4 separate regions of the Mus musculus genome follow, and all the other regions are linked to region 1. The links are chromatin contacts, called in public HiChIP or PLAC-seq and promoter capture Hi-C maps. All regions are on one chromosome and are shown on one strand. The core of a region is the stretch at or near the end of the contact, and the rest is flanking DNA. Distances in the headings are between cores, read along the strand shown. Region 1 holds the start of Rlf (rearranged L-myc fusion sequence). Region 2 has its middle 24 kb from the start of Cap1. Region 3 overlaps Ppt1 (palmitoyl-protein thioesterase 1). Region 4 holds the start of Ppt1 (palmitoyl-protein thioesterase 1).

Region 1 (2,903 bases), core at 126-2,625:
TAGCAGAGAAAAATTCCAAATAGACGAAGTTCTGGGTCAAAGAGTGGGATACAAATGAACTCAACAGAGACAACTAATTCTGCCCAGGACCAACAAAGCAGATTGCTCACTACTCCAACTACAACTTTCTAACTCCACAATCTTTTCAGCACTCAATTGCTCATTAAGAGTCCACGTACCAACATACCTCGATTATTTTCTATTCTCTAAGGTACTCCAAATGAGGAGCAAAGGGATGGCAGAAACCTGATAGTCTAAGTACCAGATGCAGAAACAATGACGGCAAGCATTTACACTTGGAAGACACTCGAAAACATAGAAAAAAAACTGCAACGTGGTCACGGAGACCAAACTTAAAATCACATCTGTCAGCATGTAGCCCCACAGATTGGGACCCGCACAGAAACGATCAATCACCCGACTGCCAAAGAGGCCATTCTCTATATCTCTCTCCCGACCTCTTCCACTCAGACTAATCTCCATTACAGAGCTACCAGGCTCCATTCCTAGTAGTACAACCAGCAGATGAATACAAAACAGGTCAAAGAATGGCATAAACATATCTTTTCACACCCGCCCACAGTGGCAAAAACAAACAAACAAACAAACACCCCACAAAAACCAATCAACCGGCTCAGTATTCCCTAATCAGAAAGCTCCAGACGCCATCCAAGACCAACCGTCGTATCTTAGGGAAGCCAAAAGATGTGACTTTAAAGATAAGTCTCTGGTCAGAGCCCACCTCTCCTGATTGTTCAGAAAAACAAGGTTTTTCAGTTTGGAGATCAGCACACCACTCAAAAAAAAAAGCATCTCCCTGCAGGAACTGGCAATCGATCCCTCAGGGGGGCAGTGGCGCTCCAACCACCCGGCCAGGACCCAGGCAACAGCGACAGGGCACAGCCCTTGCAGGGAGCTCTCTGGGCTCAGGACCGCCCAGCGCAATCCGCCCGGGCAGTGACTGAAGTCGGGTTACGGCAGAGCTGGGCCTGCCCGGCCCGGGGGCGCGGCGAGATACGGGGGTGGCGTTTTTCCCCGCGAAGCCCCCGGCTGTTGAGGCGGATCCCGAGTCTCTTCTCCCGGCCTCCCCGCCCCTCCACCCTCGGCCATCTAGTCCACCCCTCACCTGGCAGAAGCTCCGGCAGTAGCTCAAAGATGAGACCTCGGACACCTCCTGCTCCCTCAGCTCGGTCTCCAGCTGCCAGAGACACGGTCGTAGGCCCGGCGCTCCCGACGCCGGAGATGCAGGGCGATGACCCCGAGCCATGGACTCAGTCTCGACTTCGGCTCCCGCCACCGCCGGAGCCTCAGCCCCAGCCCCGGCCCCGGCGGCGGCCGTGGCGTCTCCCTTTCCGTCCGCCATCTTCCCACGGCCCAGCAGCGCGTAGGCAACCAAACCACGTGACTCCGCCTGGCCCCGCCCCCAATCGCCCGTGTTAGTGACGCACCCCCCTGGCGACGCTGGCGCCAACTTTATCCGTCACTAGGACGCCGAATGTTGGTCCTCTCAGAAGTCTCCACCGCAACCGCCCTAGCAACAGCCTAGCAACGGCGAGATTCTAGCGGCCCTGGGTTCTACAGGCCCTTCAGAGTCGAGGAGCGCAAAGGGCCTAGAGACAATGGAGATATGAGAGAGATGTCTGCGGAGCAGCGAACCGAAGAGCAAGGGAAAGGCAGCCCAGAAAGAAGCTCGGAGAAAAGCATCCCCGGTTGGAGGAAAATAAAGATTGTTAGGCCGACCTGAAAACAAACTGAAGGGAATTTGGTTTAAAATGGGAATGGCATTACTAGTCGCTGGAAAAAGGATTGGTCAAAATATATGGCGTTGAGACGATTCTACTAAAAAGGGGGGGGGGGGGACTTTTAAAAAGTTGTTTTCAAGACAAGGATTCCCTGTGTAGGACTAGCTGTCCTGTAACTCACATTGCAGATCAGGCTGGCCTCAAACTTAAAAGTTCACCTGCCTCTGCCTCCCAAGTGCTGCGACTGGAGGTGTGCAGAGACAGGCTGGATCTCTGTGGGTTAGAAGCCAGACTGGTATATAGAGCGAGTTCCAGGACAGCCAAGGCAAAGCCACTGTAATCCAGCACTTGAGAGACTGAGACAGGAGGATCATGAGTTCCAGGTATTAGTGGGAGGGGACAAGAAAGAAATGCAAAGAAGAACAGAGAAGAAAAGGGAGAATGGCAAAATGGTGTGGCTGGAGCCCAGTAGATGAAGTGGTGAAAACAAGAAAAAAATATGTATATATGTGTGTGTGTATATGTATATGTGTGTGTGTGTGTGTGTATATACACATACATTATATATATATATATATATGTATATATATATATATACATATATATATATATATATATATAAAATCCAGAACATAAGATGTTTGGTCTAGTATACAAATGAGGGATACCCTCACTTCAACTGGAGGAACTCTATAAACAATGGGTCTAGATGAAGGTAAATGTATAATTTGATAATGGGAGATTTGAGAGTTATGACCTAAATGTTGCTTTCCCCTCCATGAAATATGAGCCATTGTGCTGATTGGTCAGTTGTTTGTGACTTTAATACAAAACCAGAGTCACTTGGGAGGAGGGAACCTCAACTGAGAGGTGCCTCCATCCCACTGATCCCTGTAGGCATGTCCATGACATGTTTTGTTTGTTGACTGACGTGGGATGGCCCAGCCCACTGTGGGTGGTATTACCCCTGGGCAGATGGTACTGGGAGGGATAAGCAAGGGACAGCATCTGAGCATAGAAGCAAATCAGTGAGAAGCGTTTTCCCCACAGTTCCTGCCTCTGCTCCTGCTTGAGTTACTGCTATGGCATCTGTACTGGCTAATTTTGTGTCAACTTGACACAGGCTGGAGCTATCACAGAGAAAGGAGCTTCAGTTGGGGA
Region 2 (2,903 bases), core at 291-2,790, 1.7 Mb after region 1:
AACAACTCTTTAAAAATAATAAAATGAATCTTTAAAAAAAAATTAGTCTGGGGCAGGAGAGATGGCTCAGGGGTTAAGAGCACTGATTGCTCTTCCAGAAGTCCTGAGTTCAATTCCCAGCAACCACATGGTGGCTCACAACCATCTGTAATGGCATCTGATTCTCTCTTCTGGTGTGTCTGAAGAGAGCAATGGTGTATTCATGTACATAAAATAAATAATAAATCTAAAAATATTCATCTGAATTGATAGTTTCCTTTTTTTAAGAAATCAGTCTGACCAATGTGGTGGTATATTCCTTTAATCCCAACACAAGGAGGCAGAGGTGAGTTTGAGGCCAGCCTGGTCTACATATGGAGTTCTAGTCCAACCAGGGCTACATAACAAGACCTTGTCTCAAAAACAAAACAACAACAACAAGCTCCCAAAACAAAACAGCAGCAGCAACAACAACAACAACAAAAAATCAATCTGTGCTTGATTAGGTTTTAACTGTTTATGTAGAAGCTCAGTTGTATGCTTGAGAAAAAAATCCAAGGGTCAGAGGAGGCACCAAAGAACAAATTCATCAAAAGGACTGACTTGAAAAGGCAAGGAGAGAGAGAGCCACAGGGACCATACTACACAGCAGGAAGACACTGTTCACATCGCAGTCCACACAAACCACAGTTCCTAGAGGTTTGTATACTGCATGCTATTGCTATTACGGTGTCTGTGTGTATGAAGTATGTTGGTGCCACTGTGCATGTGTGGAGACCAGAGGACAAGTTTCTGGAATCCACCACTGGTTAAGTCCAGGGATCAAACTCAGGCCCCTCTGGCTTCCAGAGCAAACGCTTTTACTTGAGCCCTCTTGCCTGCCTGTAGCACCCATCTTATAAAGCCACACCTTAGGGAGTAGTTCTGAGTTCAATGTGTCAGAAACTCCTGGCATCTTCCCAGAAAGCTTTCCTAACTTTGCACACTGTGGAGGCATGCTGGGGAGAAAATTGCCAATGAAGGTGTATTGAAAAATCTTGATCATTGCAATTTCACTCACTTCTGCCCCCTCCTCTTTGCTTTGGTATTCTCCCCGCTGAGCTAATGTCAAAGGAGTTCCCTGGCTACCAGTAACAGGAACCAGCTCTGACAAATTTAAGAAGGGGCATAAAGCTGATCGTGGTGGCTCATGCCCTCTAATCCCTTCATACTTGGGCTAGCTAGCAAGATCTTATGTCAAAATTTAAAATATTTATTGAAAGAAAAAACGTGAAAGATTCATAGACTCGGTACAATCCGGAAAAACTTGCAACCAGAGCAGTCGAGTGTTATATTAAAATATACAGGGTCGTGCTGGTTCCAGATATGCAGATTACAGACAAATCTCTTAATACCGCTACCTACCCTGGCGTTAATCAGCTCCGCGTGGTTTTTGCCCTTTCGTCTCCCACTATTTTTTTTTCCCAAGAGGAAGCACTCCCAATCGGCTTTGTTGTGATGGGATGTCATCCTCTGACAAGAGGGGCTTTGAACCGTGACTGACAGCCCCACGGAGACAGTGTGCAGTGTGGGAAGGGCCTTCTCCAAAAGAAAGAGATAGAACGCTGATAGAGGAAAACAACAGATGTCCTCCGCATTCCAACTGCGGGTTGCCAAGCAACATCTTCCCACGTTTTAAAATACCATATACAAGTTTTAAAATGCTTCTGTCTAACATAATATGATTATTTCAAAGGCAAACAAAAGACACACTCAGCTCCTTCCAAAAAGACACAACCCGTGTCCAGCAATGGCATCCATCCCCAACCCCCACACACCCTGGGTCCCGTCATGATCCTCCTCCATCCCCGATCCCCACACACCCTGGGTTCCATCATGATCCTCCTCCTTAGAAATCTGTGGACAGACAACAAATTTAACCAACACACACACACACACACACACACACTATACACAACACACATAATTCTAAGATGAGAGAGGGATAATTACCTTTTTGGGGAGTGGTAGGGGACCTCGAGACAGGGTTTCTCTGTGTGGCCCTGACTGTTTTGGAGCTCGCTCCATAAACCAGGCTGGCCTCAAACTCAGAGATACACCTGCCTCTGTCTCCCAAGTGCTGGGATTAATGATGTCCACCACCGAGCTAACTGCCTTGTAAATATATATATATATAACTTTATGCATAGTATTATATGTAACTTACACTTCTACAAAAAAAAATGATACATAAAAGAAACGGTATGCTCCCCACTTACAGTCAGTCTTACCCCTAATATGTGTAGGTTTCATATGGTTGGTTGGTTGGTTGTTTAGTTCGGAGTTTGGATTTGTTTTCTTTTGTTTTGACCTGGGAAGGATGGGGGGGGGGTCTTTTTGGTGGAGGTAGGGGCTGGCCTGGAACTTTGTATGTAGACCAGACTGGCCTTGAACTCACAGAGATCCTCCTGATTCTGTCTCCAGATTACTGGAATTAAACACGTGTGCCACCACACCTGACTTTATTTTCGTTTTATGTTTTTGTTTGCTTGTTTGTTTTGTTGAAATTATACGATACCAGCGAAGGGGAATTGTTATCATATGTGCAGTGCTTATACAGGCCAGAAGAGGGCAGCAGATCCCTTGGAGCTGGAGTTACAAGTGGTTGCAAAGCTCCCTTCTCCCCCTCGTGTGGGTGCTAGGAACCTTACTTAGATCCTCTGGAAGAGCAACAAGCACTCTTGGCTATTGGGGTATCTCTCTAACCCCTCACCCTGGCATAATTCGGTCCTCCCATCCCCAGTCCATGCCATCTGGCCATTGGCTGGCCAGCACCTTATTTGGTTTAGTGTTTTGCCAGGTGGGCTGTGGAACTCAGCCATCAAAGTAGCTCGTAACGATTCCCACCCGCCTGATATCCACACCCTTGTGTAGTGTCCTCCCAC
Region 3 (2,903 bases), core at 185-2,684, 1.6 Mb after region 1:
TTTGTGATATGGTCAAGCTCCCGTTTAAGAAATGGGAGTCTGTTGTTGCAGATCAGTAATTGTGCCTAAAAGAGACAGAAGTGAAAAAGAGACAAGCTCTGAGGGCAAAACCCATACAAATTTGGAGCAAATAAAAGCCCAGGTCTGAGATGTTCACACAAGCAATTTCTCTGCACTGCTGTGTGGGCCGTGCATGATGTTTCCCCATCATTTCTTAAGACTGTTTTCCTGTGTAAGTGTTGCCCTCTAGAGGTACCTAGCAGTCACCCCACAAGCCTACCATCACGTCCCCTTCAGAGCTCACCTTGTATCCTTAATCCTCAGTAACAGAATTAGTCACACAGGGGGGAACTGCCAGCAGGGTTGCTTAGGAAAGGAAATGGACCTTCTCTTCTCTTCTCTTCTTTGAGACAGGGTTTCACTCACTTTGTAACCCTAGCTGGCCTGGAATTCACTATGTAGAGCAGACTGGTCTTGAACTCACAGTCACAGAGATCACCTGCCCCCTCTGCCTTTCAAGTACAGGGATTAAAGGCATGCATCACCACAGCCTACAGCAATGTGTGTCTTATATACTATGAGATAGTGAGGGAGTATAGAAGTGAAAACCAGGTGTCTGTTCTTGCCCTTAATATTATAAGTGGCATAAATGTCACACCATTGCAAAGAACGGGAGAAATAGTCTAAAAAGGTGGGGCTTTGGCATTCCTACCCTACATCCTATTTACCAGCATACATCAAACTGCTGCTGATTTGATTCCTCAAGAAAATGATTGGGGAATATTGTAGACTTCTTTTCCCTCCTATTAAACAGATGATAACTTTGATTGTTAAAGAAGAAACCACCCTGATCCCCCATTTCCTACAGTTGAGCATGGACTCCCTAGTGCCCATGCTGAGATCTCAGCATGTTCTAGATGGGTCCTCTAGAGCACGGGTTTGGAGAAATGACTGTTTTCATGAAAGCACCATTAGCACCACAGAATTCACCCACTGCCTGTTTTTCCTTTTCCTTTCTCAAACCTACTCAAATAAAAGGATGAGGGTTAAGGGCAGGAAGTGGGAGGATCTAAAAATAGTTTTGAGATTGTCTTTAAAAATAATAAAGAGTAGTTTCTTATACTTGGTATCATTTTCAGTATTTTCACATCTCTGTACTGAAAACATCAGGTGAATAACTAAACAAGTTTGGTATTAACTTTATTCTATTTTCTGTATAATTTTAAGTACATAAAGGTTTATTTCCACAGGCCTCAGGTAATGGGCAGAAGTCACAGGACAATCTTTCTTCCTCTTTTCCCACCAAAAAAAAAAAAAAAAAAAAAAAAAAATAGGAAAGGAAAGGTTGCATATTTTGGTCAGTGTGTCCTAGAGGGAGCACTGGGATTTTGCAATGCTGTGCAAGATTCTGATGTAAGTCGAGACCTAAACAGCCGCCGTGGAGGTCATAGTCCTAGTCAGGTTCCTGCGCAGAGGCCCTAAGCTGCCGAGTGACAAGCAGAAGGGTGAGTGGAGGCAATGACAGTCATCTGGCAGGGAGGAGGAACGCCAGACTCCTTGGAATGCTGTGGTGGTTTTCTTTAAAGTTGTTCCCCATGGGAATCAAGGCAGTCATCCCAGGGGGTGGGGGGAAAGGGTTTAAGACTTCCTTCCTCAGAAAAGGACACTGCTACTGTACTGCAGCTGCAAGGGAATGCCTGCTATGTTGTGGTTGATGCTGACCCAGGATGGAATGCAGATGAAGGATGCTTTTAGGAAACAAGTCTGCTTGGAATGCTGGGTGGCAATCCTTAGCTTTTGGTCGAGTGGAAGCCTGGCCTCACTTGTCAACAATGAAAACTAGGTTGGTTAGAACCTAATAGACTCCCTGGCTCCTGCCCCCCATGCTCACTGTTAGGAGAATAGTGTGCATTCTGATGTTTGGTTCCAGGGTGTTGTGAACCCTCAGGGACTGATTGTTGGTAGAATGACCCCCAAAGCTGAAAGCTTCGGTGCCCCAGTCTGGGCCTGAAGCTCTGTAAGCTCAGCCTGTGGTGCAGCTGCGCTGATGCCGAGAAGCTGCACCTTCCGGTGAAGATCCACTGACCTGCTGTCCCGCCCGTCTCAGCCTGAGGTATATTTCAGTGAAGGCAGGTAGCTGGGCTTCTCAGAGCAGAGAAGCAGTTTAAGAGCAGAAAGGTAGAGGAAATCTAGAAAAGAACCGTCTCCATACAGATGTATCCCATGGTGTGAAGGGAGAGGGCACAGGACCCATGTATTTGCTTATCCAGCGATTTCTGTCACTGTGGTGACCAACTTCTGTCCGTTCCACAGGGTCTTGAACTGCTCGGGGACTGGGAACTCGTTCTGCAAAAAGGAAGTAACAGGATGATGGGGCTGGAGAGATGACTCAGTGGTTAAGATCACTGACTGCTCTTCCTGAGTTCAATTCTCAGCAACCACATGGTAGCTCACAACCATCTGTAATGGGATCTGATGCCCTCTTCTGGTGTGTCTGAAGAGAGTGACGGTGTACTCACATATGAAATTCCTAGCCAAATGGATGGACCTGGAGGGCATCATCCTGAGTGAGGTAACCCATTCACAAAGGAACTCACACAGTATGTACTCACTGGTAAGTGGATATTAGCCCAAAACTTAGGATACCCAAGATATAAGATATAATCTGCTAAACGCATGAAACTCAAGAAGAATGAAGACCAAAGTGTGGACACTGTGCCCCTTCTTAGAATTGGGAACAAAACACCCATGGAAGGAGTTACAGAGACAAAATTTGGAGCTGTGACGAAAGGATGGACCATCTAGAGACTGGCATATCCAGGGATCCACCCCATAATCAGCTTCCAAACGCTGACACCATTGCATACACTAGCAAGATTTTGCTGAAAGGACCCAGATAGAGC
Region 4 (2,903 bases), core at 156-2,655, 1.6 Mb after region 1:
TAAAGACAGAGCTGTCTTCCTGGCCCCGGGCCTATTTTTGCTTTCCTTTGTTTTTACTCTGATTTATTTGTTTACATTGTGTGTTTATGAGTCTCTATGGGGACATGTGACTGTCGGTGTATAGAGCTCAGAAGACAGCTTGCACAACTTGTTTTTTTTAACCTCAAGCTATCATAGTTCTCAAGAGGAAAGGATCAGGAATGGCTTAGTGGCCATTGTTTTATCCAGCTGAACAATCTAGCTGGCCCAACGCTTATCAGACTGTGCACTGTATAATGCATCCTAATCCTGTATTTTAATTGGCTTTCCAATTACTAAGTAACTGCTGGTTTCAGTGGGGTGGTACAGAAGGGTTTCATGTGGGTGCACAACCGGTTATTCTTCTAGATTTTTCATATGTCGCTCTCTACAAGACTACTTCATCCTTTATAAAGCCGGTGTCAGAGAGTCCCACTGTACCGTGAATACACCCTATTTAACAGATTCCTTTAAACATTTTTAATGCTTTTTTAGGGGAAAAAATGTTTGACACTGTCATTGAGGTGCCGAGGCTGCACTGAGGGAATCTAGAAAAGATGTGGGAGCATAGACAGGAGCCTCTGGGCTATAATAAACCAGAGTGGAGCTTGGATAGGACGTAGCTATGTTTCCCATCTTCCTAGTACATGAAATACCTGAGAGTCCATGACAGCCTGGAAGTCTTATTACATCTTTAATAAGATACTTTTTTCCCTCTTCAGGAGTCCAAACTTCCTCCTCCCTAATTACATCTTTAGCTTTTGAAACCCCATCTTAGCTTTACGATCCAAACCAAACCTCACCATGATATAACTTGCCCTGGATGAAAATCAAGTCTCCCTTCCCCAGTCCCGACACTGAGCCTTTTCTTCCAAGGGCTATAAGTACTATGGCACTGTGCTGAAGAGTTTTCTGCCTCCGCCTCCGAGGACCTTACCTAATTTCTCACACATGTGCTAAAATAAAAACAGTCTCCTAGGGGGAAAGCACCTGCAGCCAAGCCTGATGGATGACCTCAGTTCAATCCCTCTGACCGCTCCTGCAAGCGGTTCTCTGGCCTCCACACATGCGCTGTAGAACGCGAGCCGTACACATATGAAACGCCCACACATAGAATTAAAATTACGTGCAAATGACATAATTGTTAGCGAATAAACAGCTCTTTTCTGCTAATACACAGCTGAAAGAGAAGGCAAAGTTCCGTAGGGGGAAGGGGGAATTGTCACCTAGGCGTCCTTGGGTGTAAAATGAGAGCAGTGCATAAGATCAATTAAAAGATGGAAAGCCCTTATATAGTAGAGTCTGGTGGGTGTTAAGCAATGAATAAACGTCTCTGTCAGGATGCAGAGCCCGGCAGGGGGCGTGGCCACCGGAATTACTTTGGTCCACAGTCCCCGCGGTCATGTGATTGCTAAGATGGCGTCGTCCTGTTCGCGGAGGCTGCTAGCTGCCGCTCTGCTGCCTTGGTGCTGCGCCGCCTGGGCCCTGGGGCATCTGGACCCACCTTCACCACCACCGCTGGTGATCTGGCATGGGATGGGTGAGTGGGCGTGGACGGGGGCATCCTTTTCCCCCCTCGGTTCTTAAATCTGGAAAGACGATAGGGATTCCACAGCACCCGCCTAGTCCAAGGTTTTCGGATTTGTTGCTCTGCACGGAAGGGACGACAACCAGGTGTCTTTAGTGAGTGCTCAGTGAGTATTGTGCACGGCTTGGTTTATGCTTTGTTAAAATCCTGGCAGCAGTAGCATCAGCCTGCAGTATCTCACAGTCAGTCCAGCCTGCCCCTGCAGAGCTGGACTGCACACTCAGGCTTTCATTCCTTCACATCTGAATAGAGATCTACCAGGGGCCTTCATGTCCTTTATACAGTTACCTCAGAGCACCTGCTATACCTGAGCATGAAGCATTCTCATCTTTCTGGAACTTGCTGTCCAGTGGGGGAAACGTATTATAAGGAAATACGGGAAACTTGTCAAATGGCCAGGAGTGCAGTGAAAACAGAAGATAGAGCCTCAGGTGTGAGCTTGTGCTTCTACGGAGCAAGTTAGAACAGGAAACGGGATTCACCCAAGAGTGACAACTGAGTAGAGCTTAAGAGGATGCAGCACCATGGAGGGAGCAACTGGCCAGATCCTCCCTCCCGCCCCACCCCCCCGGAGCTCCCAGGGATTGGACCACCAACTAAAGAGTACACATGGAGGGACCCATGGCTCCAGCTGCCTATGTGGCAGAGGATGGACTTGGACATCAGTAGGAGGAGAGGCCCTTGAACCTGAGAATGTTCGATGCCCCAGTGTAGGGGAATGCCAGGGAGGGAAGACAGGAGTGGGTGGGTGGGGAACACCCTCATAGAGTCAGGGGGAGGGGGGATTGGATAGGGGGGTTCCGATGGGGAGACCTGGAAAGGGGAAAACATTTAAATGTAAATAAAGAAAATATCCAATAAAAAAAATAAAAGAAGGAAAAAAGAGAAGAAAAAAAGGAGGACGAGGGAAGATGCCATAGGGACATGTGGTCACAGGAGCAGCAGGTGCAAAGGCCCTGAGCTTGGCAGACTAGCATGCAGAGCAGTGTAGCAGGAGCAGCGGGAGCAAGGGAATAAGAGGGTGGACAAGTATGCTGGGGCTTTTAAGATTAGTGTAAGGACTTGGAATTTCACTAGGAACTTGTGAGGTGGTAGAATTTACATTTGTAAAGAACTGTTCTAAGCCCTTTGTGCTAGCTAGCAACTGTAAAGAGCTAGTTTAGGAATGTAACTCCCCAGCACTCCGGAGGCAGAAGCAGGAGGAACACCCCGAGTTTGAGGCCTGCATGATCTACATGGCAAGTTCCACATCAGCCAGAGCTACATGGGAAGACCCATATAATTAAAATTAAAAATG

What was found. Promoter capture Hi-C pulls out the DNA fragments that hold promoters and counts their contacts. HiChIP or PLAC-seq counts read pairs in DNA pulled down with a chosen protein or histone mark.
Region 2: a promoter capture Hi-C map of hippocampal neurons shows a contact between it and region 1, with 11 times the contacts expected there. The contact joins the enhancer-like site here to the promoter of Rlf in region 1. A contact is called at or near these places in 9 of 39 promoter capture datasets (the C10 cell line, cranial neural crest, embryonic stem cells and 6 more) and 7 of 115 datasets of contacts at active chromatin or transcription factors (differentiating embryonic stem cells, embryonic stem cells, epiblast stem cells and 2 more).
Region 3: a contact with region 1 is called in an H3K27ac HiChIP or PLAC-seq map of trophoblast stem cells, with 8 times the contacts expected there. The contact joins the enhancer-like site here to the promoter of Rlf in region 1. A contact is called at or near these places in 8 of 39 promoter capture datasets (the 3T3-L1 cell line, cranial neural crest, frontonasal cranial neural crest and 5 more), 1 of 15 datasets of contacts at CTCF or cohesin (large pre-B cells) and 14 of 115 datasets of contacts at active chromatin or transcription factors (DN3 thymocytes, the NIH/3T3 cell line, acute myeloid leukemia and 8 more).
Region 4: an H3K4me3 HiChIP or PLAC-seq map of stem cell-derived neural progenitor cells shows a contact between it and region 1, with 11 times the contacts expected there. The contact joins the promoter of Ppt1 here to the promoter of Rlf in region 1. A contact is called at or near these places in 17 of 39 promoter capture datasets (the 3T3-L1 cell line, 3T3-L1-derived adipocytes, the C10 cell line and 10 more), 25 of 115 datasets of contacts at active chromatin or transcription factors (the 230-238 cell line, the NIH/3T3 cell line, astrocytes and 13 more) and 4 of 9 other capture datasets (adipose tissue, embryonic stem cells, liver and 1 more).

What each region holds. Positions count from the first base shown.
Region 1 is chr4:121,213,709-121,216,611 of GRCm38.p6, forward strand. Rlf (rearranged L-myc fusion sequence) reads right to left here and starts at 1,376. Exons shown (of 8, transcript NM_001346660.1): 1 at 1,127-1,376. The coding sequence starts at 1,363.
Region 2 is chr4:122,908,166-122,911,068 of GRCm38.p6, forward strand. No RefSeq gene overlaps it. Among named protein-coding and RNA genes, the nearest start is that of Cap1, 24 kb to the left of the region's middle. Within about 2 kb of position 1,541, at least 30 of the 459 cell types and tissues checked have an H3K27ac peak or open chromatin away from gene starts, as enhancers often do. A contact at or near this core is called in hippocampal neurons, where this site is marked.
Region 3 is chr4:122,857,872-122,860,774 of GRCm38.p6, forward strand. It overlaps Ppt1 (palmitoyl-protein thioesterase 1), which reads left to right. Exons shown (of 9, transcript NM_008917.3): 9 at 1-1,304. Cap1 (CAP, adenylate cyclase-associated protein 1 (yeast)) reads right to left here. Exons shown (of 13, transcript NM_001358035.1): 13 at 1,177-2,346. The coding sequence ends at 2,263. Among named protein-coding and RNA genes, the nearest start is that of Ppt1, 23 kb to the left of the region's middle. Within about 2 kb of position 1,435, at least 49 of the 459 cell types and tissues checked have an H3K27ac peak or open chromatin away from gene starts, as enhancers often do. A contact at or near this core is called in acute myeloid leukemia, pre-B cells, pro-B cells and 1 more, where this site is marked.
Region 4 is chr4:122,834,822-122,837,724 of GRCm38.p6, forward strand. Ppt1 (palmitoyl-protein thioesterase 1) reads left to right here and starts at 1,406. Exons shown (of 9, transcript NM_008917.3): 1 at 1,406-1,558. The coding sequence starts at 1,435.